2 separate regions of the Oryctolagus cuniculus genome follow, and region 1 is linked to region 2. Evidence: chromatin contacts called from public Hi-C data. All regions are on one chromosome and are shown on one strand. Each heading gives the region's core, a stretch centred on a gene start, on an enhancer-like site or on the middle of the called end of the contact. The rest is flanking DNA. Distances are from core to core; before and after follow the strand shown. Region 1 has its middle 44 kb from the start of UPP2. Region 2 has its middle 37 kb from the start of DAPL1.

What was found. A called contact is a pair of places that touch in the nucleus more often than the background predicts.
Region 1: a Hi-C map of skin fibroblasts shows a contact between it and region 2, with 2.8 times the contacts expected there. The contact joins two enhancer-like sites. A contact is called at or near these places in 5 of 6 Hi-C or Micro-C datasets (ear pinna, liver, psoas muscle and 2 more).

The regions. Positions count from the first base shown.
Region 1 is chr3:84,009,587-84,014,941 of mOryCun1.1, reverse strand. No RefSeq gene overlaps it. Among named protein-coding and RNA genes, the nearest start is that of UPP2, 44 kb to the right of the region's middle. Within about 2 kb of position 1,986, at least 1 of the 8 cell types and tissues checked has an H3K27ac peak or open chromatin away from gene starts, as enhancers often do.
Region 2 is chr3:83,216,223-83,221,257 of mOryCun1.1, reverse strand. No RefSeq gene overlaps it. Among named protein-coding and RNA genes, the nearest start is that of DAPL1, 37 kb to the right of the region's middle. Within about 2 kb of position 1,892, at least 1 of the 8 cell types and tissues checked has an H3K27ac peak or open chromatin away from gene starts, as enhancers often do.

The sequences.
Region 1 (5,355 bases), core at 737-3,236, 790 kb before region 2:
TGTTTTTTGGCTTAACTTTGCTGACTAAATTTTAATTTGACTTTTGTCACAGACATTGAAAAGGTCATATTTGGCCAAAATATTAAAGGACTTCACTCTGCTTCCCAAGGGCCTCATTTACTTCTCTGATATTCAAATTGCTCTCTTTTGAAGCTCAAATCATGTCCTCATCCAACTCGGGTGAAAGCCTGCATCTTTTGCAGGATATGCAATTGCACTTTGTTGCAATCAATTTGCATTTGATTTGCATTGTATTATTGATCTCATGGGAGTGTTCCACAAAGATCTTGATGCCATGTGTGAGACTAGACCCAAGCATATGTGAGAAATTATAACTAAATGGGAACTAATTATAAAAGTGGTCAGTTAATGAGAGGATCTTTTTCTATCTGGAGAATTTTTCTTACCCAACTCCCACCTTGGAAATAAATGCAAGGAGATACAATAAAGAGCACCTTCTGTAAAAACTCAATATGCTCCAATTCCCAAGAATTTGAACACCAAATTCTTAGAATCAGATGGTATTTCAAATGCCCTGGCATGCATGGGAGACACCATTTTAAGTTTTTTTTTTTTTTTTTTTTTTTTTTTTTTTATGTTTCTCAAGGAAAACAGGAAGCCCATCTAATTCTTGACTTAATCCTAATTTTACAAGTCTGGATTTCTAGAAATCACATTTTCCTTACATCAGAGTTCATCCACACATCTCTGATGAGTTGGAAGGGGGGGTCAAGGGATGTTGCTTCCTTTTATTCTCTGCAAACAAGGGGCCTGGTCCAGGCACAGGTGGGCCAGGTACAGAAACAAGCTCCTCACTTGCAGGGAAAGAGTTAATTGCTCTCTGTGGAGCAGCCTTCCTGTCCTGGCTGCCCCGACTGCATTAGGCCTCTGCAATTCTTTCTTCTCAATCCTCTGCAGGCAGGAAGAGTTGACAATTAAAGACATAAGCAGGCCGGGAACTAACAACCCCTTCTTTTCCTGAGTGCCTCCCGTAACCCAGAACATCCCCTGTCTGGAAGGGGAAATGTCTGATGTTTGTCACAATCACAAAACCCGCCCTTCCCTCATCTTGAAACAACTCCACTTTCCTATCCTGTGGGATTAGCAGTGAATAAGGGCTGAGATCAAACAGGATTTCATGGTGTTTTGGTTAGGTTTCCTAAGAGGCAGCTGTGGGCAGACCAAGAACAGGGCTTTTAAGGGGGTGTGTCAATGATCTTGTCATGTAATCTCTGACCCAGTCGTTCGCAGTCTCTGCAGGAAAACCTTGCTGTGTCTGGGAGCTGGTGCTCAGAGGAATTGGGAAGACCCAGTAGGAAGGCATTTTGTGTTCTTCCTCTTCCCAAGAAGGGCAGTGGGCGAAGGAGAGAAGCAAAGAGAGAGAGGTAGGGGGGTGCTGTGCTGCCCTGAGAGGAAGGGAGGCACCCACCGTCCGTAGGGAGGAAGGCTCTGGAGGAAGTGAGGGATTTCCACCCAAAGTCCTCGCACTACAAAGCTGGCCCTGCCCAGCCTTTTCTGCCAGGGCTCAGCCTGTGAAGCTCCCACGCACGCATGCATGCTCTGCCCAGACAGGAGCCGAATATGGACAATCTTCAAGCCTCATCTCAGCACAGCTTCACACAGTACCAAATGCTTGTGGCTTCCCATTTACCAGCAGGAAGGAAACCCCCTTGGGAAAATCCCCTTTGAAGGAATAAGCTCTCATGTTCAAAATCTGTTCACAACTGCACGTTCCTCTCCCCTCCCTGGGGCAGCTGGTTTCTCTTCAAATAAATCACAGAGCTGTGGGGCATTCAATGAGAGATCTTAGGGGTCTCCTTTCAACACTGGACAAAGAGCCTGTCCTTGGGGAACCAGTCTGGGAATGCTTCCTGCAGGCTACAATCCTGTTTGCGAACGCTTTTGTGTCTGGAGGGTGGATTTAGGAACGTTGCATAGCCCTGGCCTTGCAAAAGGGCATCAGCAGGTGGCCAGGGTCCCATGACATCGCAAGTCAAGCCTGCCAGGTGGGCAGAGTCTGCAGGAAGGCATCCAGATACCTACTCCCTTTTGGTGGTTGGCACTTTGCCCTGCTAGGGGCTTCCAGAGCATTCATGGGAGGAGGTAGTGGAGGTGGGGGAGATGCCACATAGAAGCCCTGAAGAGTCTGAGACCATGTGGCTCAACACCTGTAAAAATGATGATTGCACAGAAAGCCCAGTATGAGAGATAGGATCTATGATATGCTCACTTAGAAGTCCTGATCTTTCTGGTAGAGAAATTTACTGTCCAGGTAGGGAGACAAGCTGAAGACCCAGGACGTTAGAAGCAGCAGCTCCCTGGAGGCAGGAGGCCGTAGACACTGTACATGTAGCCCCTCCAGAGCCTCACCCCTCAGCATGGATAGGGCTGCATCCATATACCAGCTGTGTAGCCGTGGGATAGGCATAGTTTTTGGTCTCCAGTGTGCACATCATGTGCCCACTTCACAAAGATGAAGATCACATGAGTTATGCCCATCACAGGCTTAGTTCAATAAATACTAGCTATGATATTATCTACTGTTCAAAGATGGAATATAATGAAGCTTCCGCGTAGTGTGGTATAATCTAGAGTCACTTACATTCCGATGAAACAGTTCAGTGAAAATAAGTTAGATTTGGAATGAGCTTGGAAAAATGATTTGGATTTGGATGAGCTGAGGAAGGGCCCAGATAGCATTTTGGGCCAGGCATACAATGTGGGAGCAGGACAGAATGGGGTTCCTGTTCAAGGCCATGACAGCCTGGCCAGAGTAGATGAGTGGTGAGTCTAGTTGGAAATTAGGTTCAACTAACTGGGCAGAACCTGAAAACTGCACTGAAGCAAATCCAGCTTGATGATGGGGAGGAGAGAGGAGCTCGATGTATAAACCTCTGAGCAGGAGAGGATGTGGTAAAGGCAGAGTTTCATTAAGACTACAGGGTCAGCGCAGATTGAGGGACAGATTAGAAAGATACTTACAGGGCAGGCATTGTGGTGCAGCACGTTAAGTTGCTGCTTGGGGCACCTGCATTCCATATGGCGGTGCTGGTTCCAGACCCTGTTCCTGTGCTTCCAATCCAGCTATCAGCTTGCTGCTAGCAGGCAGCAGATGATGGCTCAAGTACCTGGGCCACTGCCACCCAGATGGAGTTCCTGGCTTCTGGCTTTGGCCTGGGTCAGCCCTGGCGGTTGTGGGCATTTGGGGAGTGAACCCATGGATGGAAGATCTCTCTTTGGCGCTCTCTCTCTCTCTCTCTCTCTCTCTCTTCCTCTCAAATAAATAAACCAAAACAAACAAATCTTTTAAAAAAGACATTTACAGCAAATAAAATTGAGTGACAGATATGTGCACAATATATATGTTGCAGGATATGAACATCAAATGAACACATGTTCAGTCAGATATGTTGGCTATAAGGAATGGAAGGGCAGTTAAATAAAAAAGTAAAGATTTATACACAAGCATGGGAACTCTAGAAAATCTAACAAAGTAATGAAGAGATCTCAGGAGATGGTAACTGGAGAGTCTCCTTAAACCCAAATGACTCTAGGAAGATGCCTGTATGTTTCCCCACTGTTCAGATCCTGAACCACACTCTGAACTTCTGCATTGTGGTTCTCTCACTGCTGATCAACTCCCTCACCCTCCATAAATATATTTGTATGCTCCACAGTGTTGTGAGGATAATATTTTGTGAATCTTAAAGTAGTATTCTCTTTTCCTTCTCAAATCATATTCTCTTTTGCTTTCCAGCTCCGAAGCTAAGCCATGAAAACCCATGTCCTATGAACAAATAATGGGTTTGAAAACAGGCTTGGATGAGAGGGAGGGTTTTCTAAATGCGTTTTAGGATTTTAGGAACTAACTCAAATGAATCAGATCATAGGATTCCTCCTGGGCACGGAGCTGACACCCTATCTGCCTCTTATTGCTAAGGCACAAAGCTTAGCTGGTGCTGGTAGGAGGATGATGGTGTGCAAGTGAGAAGGAACACCCCCCTTCTCTAGTCTGAAGCACAAAAGAGAGGCAGAGATGGAAAGGATCAGATTCTCGTTCTCTTATCTCCCTCTACCACCTCAAGGACAAATTTCAAGGGCGGAAGGCAGCTTTAGGAACGTCCAGGAAATTGGGGGACTTATGTGACATGAGGTGTTTACTTCACGACTGGGACTTTACAAGGCAACCAGTTCCCATGTCACCCCCTACAGCTTTCAGTGACAACTTCATCAAAGTAAACCTAGTGGTGCTGTGTGGTGGGGCAGAGGAATTTCCTGACGTTTTTGGTTTTCTGGCTTACTTCTGGCGCTCTGATGATGTGGATTCAACACAGAGGAAACACGGTTCGTGAAGGTGTCTTTCCTATCAAGGGTGTTTTGATGCTGTGGCAGGTGAGTGGGAATCACAGCCCTCTAGGAGGGGACATTAGTATTGCTGAAATGGAGTGAGGCCACATGAGCCAAAGAGGGCCACCAGCCACTGTCCAAACTGCAAGGAGCCACATCAACTGACAGCAGCCACCCATTGCAGTTGTGAGTGCTGGCAGGGCCAGCCTTTACCAGGAGTTCAAGGTCAAGCCTGTGGAGACTACAGAGGACAAAGGATACTGCATGGCTTCTAGGTCTCCCTTCCCTCAAAGCCACAATTCACACTGGACTTGCTCCGTAGTCCTATATGCCATGTTAAAATACAGAAGGGAAAGAAATGAAATTCTAAAATGAACAGGGTATGTAATACCTAACAGAATGTCAAAAATATTGCTGCAAAGTAAGATTTGGGCTAAGGCATTTTGCTTTATTTTGTTCCTTTTGCTACCTAGGCAGGTGTGGGCCCATGAAAAAGATCAAAGCAATTATAAATCAAATAAAGAAGCTGTATTTTCTCTGTATAGTGGAATTGTAGTTAAAATAAATTTATAACCCCACTGTGAGAGTGTCTGCCTGCTCATTGCTTCCACTCCCTCACCTCTCGCTTGAATGTGGTCCAATCTGACTTCCCAGCCAACTTCCATTGCTCTCTAAATCATTGCCTACAATTGCATTTCTCACTGTTAAGTGGCTGACTTGCTCACAATTTGTTCGTTCAAGGACTCTCCAGTCAGAGAATATGCTTGGCCCAAAGTATTTATTTATAATTTTGAGTCAGGTTGTATGGACTGAGATCTGACCTCTGGGTTAGGATAAAAGGAGATGGAGCTACATACAGGTGAATTTCCAGGAAAGTGTCTGGCATGGATGAATTAATACAGTAGTCAATTCTTTACTAGTTTATCTATGTTTAAAGTAATGACCAAGGGAGAGCTTGGAAAAGACCTTCTCAAAGTATAAAAATGTTTTATATGACAACATGTTTCT
Region 2 (5,035 bases), core at 643-3,142:
ATAGTCCTGGCTGCTCCTCTTCCAGTCCAGCTCTCTGCTATGTCCTGAGAGTGCAGTGGAGGATGGCCCAAGTGCTTGGGCTCCTGCGCCTATGTGGGAGACGGGGAAGAAGCACCTGGCTCCTGGCTTCGATGCAGGAGCAGCTCCGGCTGTTGCTGCCATTTGGGGAGTGATCCAACGGAAGGAAGACCTTTCTCTCTGTCACTCTCTCTCACTGTAACTCTACTGCTCAAATAAATAAAATCTTAAACACAGCTTAGAATGTATTCATCACATGTCAGAATGCCTAGTTTGAGTCCTGGCTCTGCTTGCGACCCAGCATCTTGCTGGTGGACACCCTGGGAGGTGGCAGATGACAGCTCAAGTACGTGGATCTCCCCTACCCATGTAGGAGACCCAGATTGAGTTCTGAGCTCCTGGCTTCCGCCTGGCCCACCTCCAACTGTTGCAGGCATTTGAGGGGTGAAACAGTGGATGAAAGCTCTCCTTCTCTCTCTGCCTCCGTCTTTCAAATAAAATAAAAATAAGTAAATAGAATGATTTTGTGTGACATGGATTTCACCTCAACAAAAGTTTTATAAGTGAAAGCATCAGTCAAGAGGACGACTTCTGAGCGAGAGAGAGCGCCGTGTGTAAGTGGGAGGTAGCCCGGGTCCCAGGGCATGGACAGTGCGGCTGGGATGGCATGAGCATTCCCGGAGGCTGGGCCGGGGGACATGGGCTCTGCCAAGGGCCAGAGTTAGACAGCAAGCAGCTCACAGATCTGTTTTCATCATGTCTCTGTGCCCTGTGACAGGCAGACACCTAGATTGCTGATGAGGTGAGGGGCTCTGGCTGGAATGGGGTCTGTCCCCAAGCTCCTGCTGGAGTTTAGTCCCCAAAGTCACAGCAATGGCGTGAAGAAGGCAGGAACTGAAGCTGTGGTGTTTAGAGGTAAGGCTTTGAGGAGTAATTAGGAATCACTAAGGTCATAAGTTGGCACCTCCATGACCGAATCCTAGTGGCTTCATGCAAACAGGGAGGGAGAGCTCACACACACACACACACACACACACATGCCTGTCTCCCCACAGCGTGGTGCGCTGCTTGGCTGTGAGACTTTGCCAGCAAGGAGAGCATCACCAATGCAGCCCAGAATGGTGAGCCAAGATGAACCTCCTTTCTTTGTAAAGTAGCCTGTCTCCAGCATTTCACTGTAGCACTAAAAAGCAGGCTAATGTGTGTGCGTAGGAGTTGCCCAGCCAGTGGGCTCCCCAGCACTACACAGAGTGGCCCAGGCTTCTCTGGAGCCAAGACTAAGGTGTTTCTCAGAAACTCTGATCTGGGCTTGGCTCCAGCCCCAAGGGAACAAAGCAATCATCAAGGCCCCAGCCTTCTGCTCCCCCGGGAGGCAGAGCGCAGTCATCCCTGTCGGGGATAGTCCCCAGCCCTGCGGCTCACGCTCCAACCTTTGTTGTGCTGCAAACCCCTACACACTTCCTCATTAACCTAAGTTGTGAAATAACACCATCGAGTGGCGGCTCCAATAATTTATGCTCTCATGACCAATATCAACGCTATTTTGAGATCTTTGCAACAACCACAGCATGATACAAAAATACGCATGATTTCTCCCCCTGAAAAAGTCACAGACGTTGTTATTACTATAGCAGTGTGTCGCCTATGTCTGTGATTATCGAAAATGCTACATTTCAGTTGGCGTTTAATAAAAGGAAAGACGGCTGTCAGAGATTCCAGTGCAAGAACCCCTGCATTACACCGTGGAAGCGAGGCTGTGGGCCAGCAGCCAGAGCTCGCCTCTCCCCAGCTCACTGGTTGTAACCAGTGTCTACCAAAAGGAACTGAAGAGCTGTATGTGCTCAAATTGGCTCTGGTCTGTTGGCAACAACACTGGGGCCAGCCAGCCAGAGAGGCTAGACACGGTGCGGCTGAAGGAGCAGTGAGCAGGAGGGACCGGGCTGGGATTTTTTTTTTAAATGTTATCTATGTATTTTTATTTTGTTTGAGAAGTTGAGCTACTTAGGGAGAGAGACAGATCTTCTGTCCACTTGTTCACGCCCCAGATACCCTTAACAGCTGAGCCTGGGCCAGGCTGAAGCCAGGAGCCAGGAAGTCCCTCCAGGTCTCCCACGTGAGTGCGGGGACTGCCAAATACTTGAGCCACCATCCTCTGCCTCCCAGGATGCACATTAGCAAGGAGCTGCATCAGAAGGTAGATCCAGGACTCCATCTTAGGCACTATAATAGGAGAAGCAGACGACCCAAGCAGTGGCTCAACCCACTGCACCACAACACCATGGGGTGGGTTTTAAAGTGCACAGTCAGCAGCATCGGCTGTCACGTAGATTATCTCTGTGCCAGTGTCAGTGGCTGGAAGCATGATGGTGTCTGAGGGCTCCTGTCTGCAGAACTGGTTGAGCAAGTTCCACCCAATGAGGTCTACCAGGTACCACCAGCCACAAAGCATGACATTAATGGCATCTTTACTCAAGCAAATGAGAGAGAGAGAGAGTGTGTGTGTGTGTGTGTGTGTGTGTTGCAGGGATGCGAGATGCATATGTAGGAAAGACTCTCCTAAAATTGCTCTTAGGAGGCACCAGAGGAGGAGGGAGAAAACCCAGCTCCGTGTCATGTACCTCTTCCTCCGTCACACAGCGTAAGGCGGGGCCACCCCCATTGTAAAGTGCCTCATTCCCCTGTAGGGACCGTGATGGACACTGAAGGGAATAGAGGTTACACGTGTGCTTCCTGTCCAGTCACGGTCCTGCCCTATGCCCTGGTCTCCTCCAGAGCCCCCAACTCCCACTCTCCCCTGTATTCCCCTTCCACGTTTCAACCAGTGAATCTGTGCTCAGAGGCCGGCTGATTGCTCCACTCTGCCGGAAGGCCGGCACTCTTCAGCCTGGCTCCACGTCCCCACTCTGTCGGGCTCCACTTACCCCCTTCTCCCCAAGTCATGGCCGCCACCCTACCTGCCACCCACCAGGAATTGTCCACTGGATTTGCAGGTTCCTGGATGTGCCAGGTTCTCTCACCTCCAGATTCTTCTCTCCCTGGTCCCTCAGTGGTCTGTCTCCATCACCAGTGGAAGGCTGGGACTGTGTCTTGTGTATATTAGTGTAGCCCCAGTGCCAGGAGAAAGCCAGTGCGAGTTTCCCGAGTGAGTTACCATCTGGCCAGTCATCACTAACAGTACTTCATCTTGGGTATGAGGGGTGAGAGAACAAAGTACCATAGACTAGGTGACTTAACCAGCAGAAATCCCTTTTCTCAAAGTTATAGAGGCTGCAGATTCAAGGTCAAAGTGTCAGAGGGTTGGCTTCTCCTTGTGGCTCGGAAACAGCTGCCTTCTCATGTGTCCTCCCACGGCCTTTCTCTGTGAGCACACGTCTCTCTTCCCTTTTGTAGGGGCATCAGTCAGATTGGATTAGGGCTCCACCTTCCCAGCCTCATTTTAACTCAATCACCTCTCTATAGACCTTGTCTCCAAATGCAGTCATGATTGAGGTTTTGCGAGTTGGGACTTTAACATCTGAATTTGCAGAACCCCAAGTCAGCCCACGACAAATCTGGAACCATTTATTTAGCAAGGTAACTGGAGCTCTGTGGCAATACTCGGCAGTGAGTTGGCATCCTCTTCTCCGTCTCTGTTCCCTGTGCTGCCACTTAAGTATCGTCATACAAGCCCCACAAATTAAGACTTGACATATCTGAAGGAAATGAAACCAACATATGAACGAGGTGCCTGCACTCCCATGTTCACTGCAGCATTATTCACAATAACCAAGATAGGGAATCCACCTAGGTGCCTATCAACAGATGAATGGGTAAAGAAAATGTGATATATACATACAGTGGAATATTACACTGTCATAAAAAAGAATGGAATCCTGATACTTGCAGCAAAATGGATGGAACCCGAGATCATTATGTTACATGAGATAAACCAGACACAGATAGACAAATGCCATATGTTCTTTCTCCTATCTGGCAGTTTAGAAAAAAAAATCTGTCTGAACTGAGAATAATGATTGCTACCCTAAGGGGAACAGCAGGAGGCTGGATAATGGGTGACAACACAGTTAGAGGTAATAGGTTCCAGTGTTCCACAGCACAATGGGGAACTATAGTTCACAATAGTGTAGTACACACTGTACAAAGAACTGGAAGAGAGGAGCTGGTAGGCTCCAAACACAAAGAGGCATGAAGAAAAGATCATCAGATGGAAATGCTAATTGCCTGATTTGATCCACTTATGCATGTTTTGAAATTTTGCATGGTAGTCCACAAAAACAGACAAGTGTGACACATTAACAAAATAATAATAAAAAAGAATAAAAGAGGAGAAACAGACACAGAGCTTTCTTTCTCTACTGGCACATAGAAGGCTTGTGTGGCTACAGTGAGAAGGTGACCTGGAAGACAGTCCTTGCCAGCACCAGTCTTGATCTTGAACTTCCCACCTCTGGGACTGCAAGGAATAACTTCTGTTGTTTAAGGCACCTCAAGCCATCGCATAGTACCAATTTGTACAAAATGAGAAATTCCAGGCCCTGCCCCAGTTCTGCAGAGTGAGAACCTGCATTTCAGCAGTAGATTCACGTGCATACCATTGTTTTGGAAGAATTGTCCTAAAATACCCACTATCTATCTATATATATATATATAATTTATTTGACAGATAGAGTTAGGCAGTGAGAGAGACAGTGAAAAAGGTCTTCCTTCTGTTGGTTCACCCCCCAAATGGCTACTTCAGACAATGCTGTGCCGATCTGAAGCCAGGAGCCAGGTGCTTTTCCTGGTCTCCCATGGGGTGCAGGGCCCAAGCACTTGGGCCATCCTCCACTGCTCTCCCGGGCCACAGCAGAGAGCTGGACTGGAAGAGGAGTGATCGGGACTAGAACCTGGTGCCCTCATGGGATGCTGGTGCCACAGGCAGAGGATTAACCAAGTGAGCCACAGCGCTGGCCCCATACCTACTATCTTGAAACTTAAAACTTACAACTCTACTCAACCCTTGATACAATAAAATGGG